Regions from separate parts of the Mus musculus genome. Here region 2 is linked to region 1. The links are chromatin contacts, called in public promoter capture Hi-C maps. All regions are on one chromosome and are shown on one strand. The core of a region is the stretch at or near the end of the contact, and the rest is flanking DNA. Distances in the headings are between cores, read along the strand shown. Region 1 holds the start of Abcf2 (ATP-binding cassette, sub-family F (GCN20), member 2). Region 2 holds the start of Gtf3c2 (general transcription factor IIIC, polypeptide 2, beta).

Evidence for each region. Promoter capture Hi-C pulls out the DNA fragments that hold promoters and counts their contacts.
Region 2: a contact with region 1 is called in a promoter capture Hi-C map of liver, with 2.6 times the contacts expected there. The contact joins the promoter of Gtf3c2 here to the promoter of Abcf2 in region 1. A contact is called at or near these places in 1 of 39 promoter capture datasets (liver) and 1 of 484 Hi-C or Micro-C datasets (CD4 T cells).

Annotation. Positions count from the first base shown.
Region 1 is chr5:24,576,144-24,578,884 of GRCm38.p6, reverse strand. Abcf2 (ATP-binding cassette, sub-family F (GCN20), member 2) reads left to right here and starts at 1,418. Exons shown (of 14, transcript NM_013853.2): 1 at 1,418-1,538; 2 at 2,158-2,366. The coding sequence starts at 2,198.
Region 2 is chr5:31,178,797-31,181,537 of GRCm38.p6, reverse strand. Gtf3c2 (general transcription factor IIIC, polypeptide 2, beta) reads left to right here and starts at 1,394. Exons shown (of 19, transcript NM_027901.2): 1 at 1,394-1,654.

The DNA.
Region 1 (2,741 bases), core at 169-2,668:
GCAGAGGTGGACAATGGACCAAGAAAATGTTTCTCATTGGTGGGAATGGACAATGGTCACATGGGTTTTATACTAGTGCTTCGTTTCTGAAACAGACAACTTCCTTAGCAGCCGCAGTTTCCTGTTTAGGCGATTGGCAGGCCCATTTGGATTTCCTTTTTCTTTTCTTTTTTCTTTTTTTTTTTTTTTAAAGCTGTGTGTGTGTGTGTGTGTTACAAAGCCTCCTTTTACCTTCCTCCCTTTTCTTTCATTTATTTATCTATGTGTATGAGTACACTGTAGCTGTCTTCAGACACACCAGAAGAGGGCATCAGATCTCATTACAGATGGTTGTGAGCCACCATGTGGTTGCTGGGAATTGAACTCAGGATCTCTAGTAGAGCAGTCAGTGCTCTTAACTGCTGAGCCATCTCTTTAGCCCGTTTTCATCTTAAAATTAGTGTGCTGCCAAAGACACAGGGGGCAGGCTCTGAAGCTACTTGTGATGTCCACCCTCAATGATCTTCACGCCTAATTTCTATTTAGCTTGGCAACATGGTGACCTTAGAGGAAAAGGGGGTCACTTTCTGAGAATGCACTCAGGGGCACTAAGTTTGCTTCCTTCTGTGTCATCAGTGATGACACACCAGTGGACAGGACCCTGGACAGGTAGCAAGCAAGGGTCGTAGAGTTGTTTTGTGTATGAGGCTACAGATCTAGTTTATAATGTTCCTAACACTAAGTCTGCTTTAGATTTTAGACAGTGAGACTCAAAGGAAATGAAACAAGTCACAACTAAGTGTCCATAGAGCTAAACTCAGCAAAGTGGTCCTATACTTTAGATTTTTCCACCACATTCGCATGGCTCTGGTGGAACCCAGAAACTCTTGACTAAGATACCAAGGTTCAGCACAGCGTCTGGCACTTTCAAAAAGTTTCGTTAGCGATGGACGAGGCTCTCAATTTCGGTTCCATGAGACGAGGATGCCTTTCTCGAACAGAGTTCTGTTGGCGTGGTCTACAAAGGGTTACCTCACTTTCAGAGCCACCTGCCCAGCAGCAACTCGCTCTTCTTTCCCCTCCACCTTCTAACTCTCTTCTCTCATTGTTTGGTCTCGCACTCTTAGGACGCTGGCCGGGAAGCTTAGTCGCACTTCCTGCTGGTTAAACCAGTAGAGCAGCCTGGTAAATTTATCTGCTAGGGGTGGGGTATCCTTTGGGAGACCAGCCCACCTCTCCGAGGAGCAATCTGGGATTTGCAGTTTTCAGTTCTTCAAACCGGCTTGGTAGGACGGGCCTCTTGGACTCTAATCCTCCCCCAACCAGAATCATCGCGCGTTCTGATGCCGTCACTAGAACGGCGCAACACCTGGGAATCGTGGTAGTTCCGGAGGAGAGTCCCGCCCTAAGTTCTTACGATTTGAGAACTACATTTTCCAGAAGCCCTCGCGGCAGCGCGCCAAGGGCCGCCCGGGGCCGTGATTGGTTGGGGAGCCGGCCGCACGCGGAGGAGCTCAAGGAGCAGCTCTGTTGCGACAGAGGCCGAGCGGCGAGGCCCCGTGAGTTGAGGGGGAAGGGGCGCCGGAGGGGAGGAGAGTGTGGACCCGTGAGCAGGAAGCGGGAGGAGAAGCGGAAGGGAGCTCAGGGTCGGAATGGAAAGGGCCGAAAGGGAAAAGAACTGGCCCAGGCAGAGACGCCGGCGAGCGGGGTGTGGGGGAGGTTAGGGGCAGCGAGCGCAGAGACCCTTAGGGACCCGCTGGGGAGGACTCGTGGTTCCGGGAGAGAAACCGCGCCGCAGTCGGTGGGGTGGATGAGAGGGACGGAAGGGAGGTCCGGGACGAACTCCTGGCGAAGAACCGAAAAGGAGGCGGCTGGCAGAGGTGCGCGAGCGCCAAGTTCGGAAACTGGAGACGAGGGGCAGAGCGGTCCCTCACTAAGGCCCTGGGGGAAGAGCGCATCCGAGTGAAGCCGGCGGTGGGGATTGGCGCGCGAACCCCAAGGGAGGAGATGAGGCTGGAGGAGCGGTCGAGAGAGTGTGAGAAGCCCGGACAAAGTTGGCGGGGACAAGAGTTGGGCACCACAGGCTTGATAGGAAAATTCCAAGGAGGGATGGGATAGCACTCAGACATTCTTACCTGTAAGTTTAGAATTTTGGAGTATCTGTTTGCTTTTCTTCAGACTCCTGAAAGGACTGTAACTACCCCTGTGGCTCATCACCATGCCTTCCGACCTGGCCAAGAAGAAGGCAGCCAAAAAGAAGGAGGCTGCCAAAGCCCGACAGCGACCCAGAAAGGGACATGAAGAAAATGGAGATGCTGTCACAGAACCTCAGGTGGCAGAAGAGAAAATCGAGGAGGCCAATGGCAGAGAGACCACAGGAGATGGAGGTAGGTTGGGTGAGTTTCCTGAGCTGGTTTTCGAAGCCAAGATCAGAATCTGGATGCAGATGCATAGGCCTTTAATTCCAGCATTTGGGAGGCTAAGGTAAAAAGATGAAGGTTTGAGGCCAGGCTGTCCTCACATCCCCATCTTTTTAAACAGAGTAAAGCACCCACAGACACATGTCTTTATATGCCATGAAACTTTTTGGTGACACCCACACCCATAGAGTTAAAACTTGTTACTGATGAAGGAAACTGAATTCAAGTGGCAAACACAGATGGGAGTTTTTGATCTACCTTGGTTGGTGCTGCAGTAGACAATAAAAGGGAAGGCAACTTGTACTATTTCCTGTTTTTCTTCCTACCTATGGTGGTGAGTAT
Region 2 (2,741 bases), core at 145-2,644, 6.6 Mb before region 1:
AGGGAATTTCAGTATAAATACATACGCTGGACCAACAATGAGAAACAGATCAACTGCGTGCAGGGTTAGTTAAGCTTAAAAAAGAGCCTTCAGGCTGGAGAGATGGCTCAGCATTTAAGAGCACTGACTGCTCTTCTGAAGGTCCTGAGATCAATTCCCAGCAACCACGTGGTGGCTCACAACCATCCGTAATGATTCTGGTGAGTCTGAAGTCAGCTACAGTGTACTTAGATATAATAATAAATCTTAAAAAAGAAAGAAAAGAGCTTTCACTTGTTGTATCTTAAACTTTGAGAATCTTTTTCCAAAATCAAAGTTATTTTAAAAAAATTTTTTTGTGTGATAAAACCAAAGAGAACTTAACCAGAGGCAGGATTTTAAGAGATGTTGTTCATCAAAGCACTAAATCTGTTACTCCCTATAAAATGTTTAGGAGCTATTATCTAAAAGAGGAAGACAGCCATTCAAAATGCTGTCATTTGAGCATAAGAGGATGTCGGAGAACTGGGTGTTCTCTTTCTTTCCTTTCAGATTTTGGCTAAATCCCTTTTTCCTTTTTTAATTGGTAGGATACAGGATTACCCTGGTAGAACCTGAATTCCTGAGCTCAAGAGATCTTCCTGCTTCAGCCTTGAGTACCTAGTCTGGGAGTTGACGTGCCCCATTGTTTTCTCCCTTTCTCATTTTTCTGAGACATGGTCTAATATAGTACAGGCTGATTTCCAATTTCCAAGTAGTCATGGATCACGTTGAACTGCTAATCCTCCTGACTCCATCTCCGGAGTGCTGGGATTATAAGCGTGCACCATTACTCTTTGTAAAGATTTAACCAAGGGAATAATTGAACAAGACTATTTAGAAAGGGGAAAGCTGCCATATTTCACCTCTTCCGGTTCATTTTAATTCGCCCTCCTCCTGGGTAAAGGCAGATCTGTGAAAGCTACATGGTTTTAAAAGGCTGAAAACCTTGTTGCTCGGAGGCCACTTCCCAGTGAGGGAGTGGCGTGAGGCCTGGGTTGATGCTCTCTTTAAAAGCGCAGCCTACCCACCCAGGCTAGGCTCCCCCCGCTCTTTTCTTCCCTTGGCCTCTTTCCAAGCCCTCCTCTTTATTTTCTTCCTGTCTTGGCTCATTCACTGGCAGCAGAAAATCAGGAGATCTCTGGGGGCGAGGGATTGTCTCCTAGTCCGTCGAAGCTCGGGACTGTAGTTAAGAATCAGGTGTGGTCAGGCTCTTTTCTCCACAAAGCCAGCAACCTGGGTGGAAAGGCAGGTCGGAACGCTCGGCGACAGCAGAAGCGCGACACTTTCCTCTTCAATGCTTTTCCACAAGGCTGCTGGTGGAGCTGCGGTGCCGCGCAGGCGCCGACCTCCCCTTCCGGTCGCTGAAATTCCCAGAAGGCCCTGCAGTGTCCTAGGGCCGCGGAAGCCACGCTCCAGCTCGCGGGCGTCGGAGGGCTCAGTGCCGCGCCGCGCTGCATTATGGAACACAGAGTTTAAAAGAAAGCTCGGCAGGAAACGCGTTCCAGACCAAGCTTGCGTTTACCTTGTCTCGGGGGCGGGGCAAGGAAGAGCCGATCAAGATTTCGTCATAAAACCGCGACCCGACAGGCGGCGCCATCTTCGAACTTGGACTTCCGGAAGGACTTTGGCGCGGGTGAGTGTACCGCAACGGGGTGTGCGGGGGACCCAAAATTACTCCTCCCATTCTTTTGCCGTAGCGCTAAGGCAATGGGAACCGATTCCCGATTCCCGTCTTACTCCCGCGCAAGACAGCGCGCCTCCTAGCCTTTGCGCTTCTCCCGAGAACCGTCGAGCTCTCTCCTCCGTCCCCACTGGGGCCACTGAGCATCCCCCATCTCTGCCAGCCGGTCTTACCTTCTTCCCCAATTCGGTGTATGTAGCGCGGTAAACTGGACTCAGGTTTCTGCACTGCTTACGTTGAACTCGTTACGTTGGGCCTTCGGACTTGGGTGAACCTGCAGTTATCTTAAGGCTTAGGGAAATCAGGGCTCGCCTGGGGCTCGAAAGCTGCCCCCACGGCCAGGATTGGGGAATGGCAGGTGGTGGTGTCTCTGTCTGATTGCAGTCAGTCCTCTTGTGCTCATTCCCTCTTACTGTGTCTCAGCCTTTTCCTCCAAGTGGCTCTAACCCCGGGGGTTGTGCCCCGCGCGCTGCAACCCCATTGGCGCAGCCAAGGGCCAGTTATGTTTCCTTATACTGGTCCTTTTATCCCGCGGCAAGTTTGCCGTCTTTTGGACAAGACAGAGATGGCGACTTCACCCCCACAGGAGGTAATTCACTTTTCTGGGCAGGTTTAGGACATAACCAGGTCTTTTTGCCCTTGGAGGTACATTGATTGTTACATAAATTCAAATTAACCTTTGCTTACGTTACCTTTTACCGCTTACCGCTATCAACTGCAGTGCCATTTTTCCTAATAGTTTTAAGTTGTTCTATTCAGATTTACACTCTTTAGTTTCTAGCAGTATCAACTGAAAACGTGAGTTGCAGGTTTTTGTACAAATAATATGTTTGTTTTTGGACCAGTAAAATTATCTGATAAATCACCAGTTGCATGATAGGAATACTTTGGGAACCAGTGTATTAAACAGTGTATGTGAAGTGAGTCCGTGTTTAAGATGAAGTATTATCTAATTGTTTTTCTTTTGCCAAAGTAGTCAGGTTAGCAACCTGAAGCAGCAAGGAAATCAGACAGTATGGGATATAAAAATCCTAGTTAG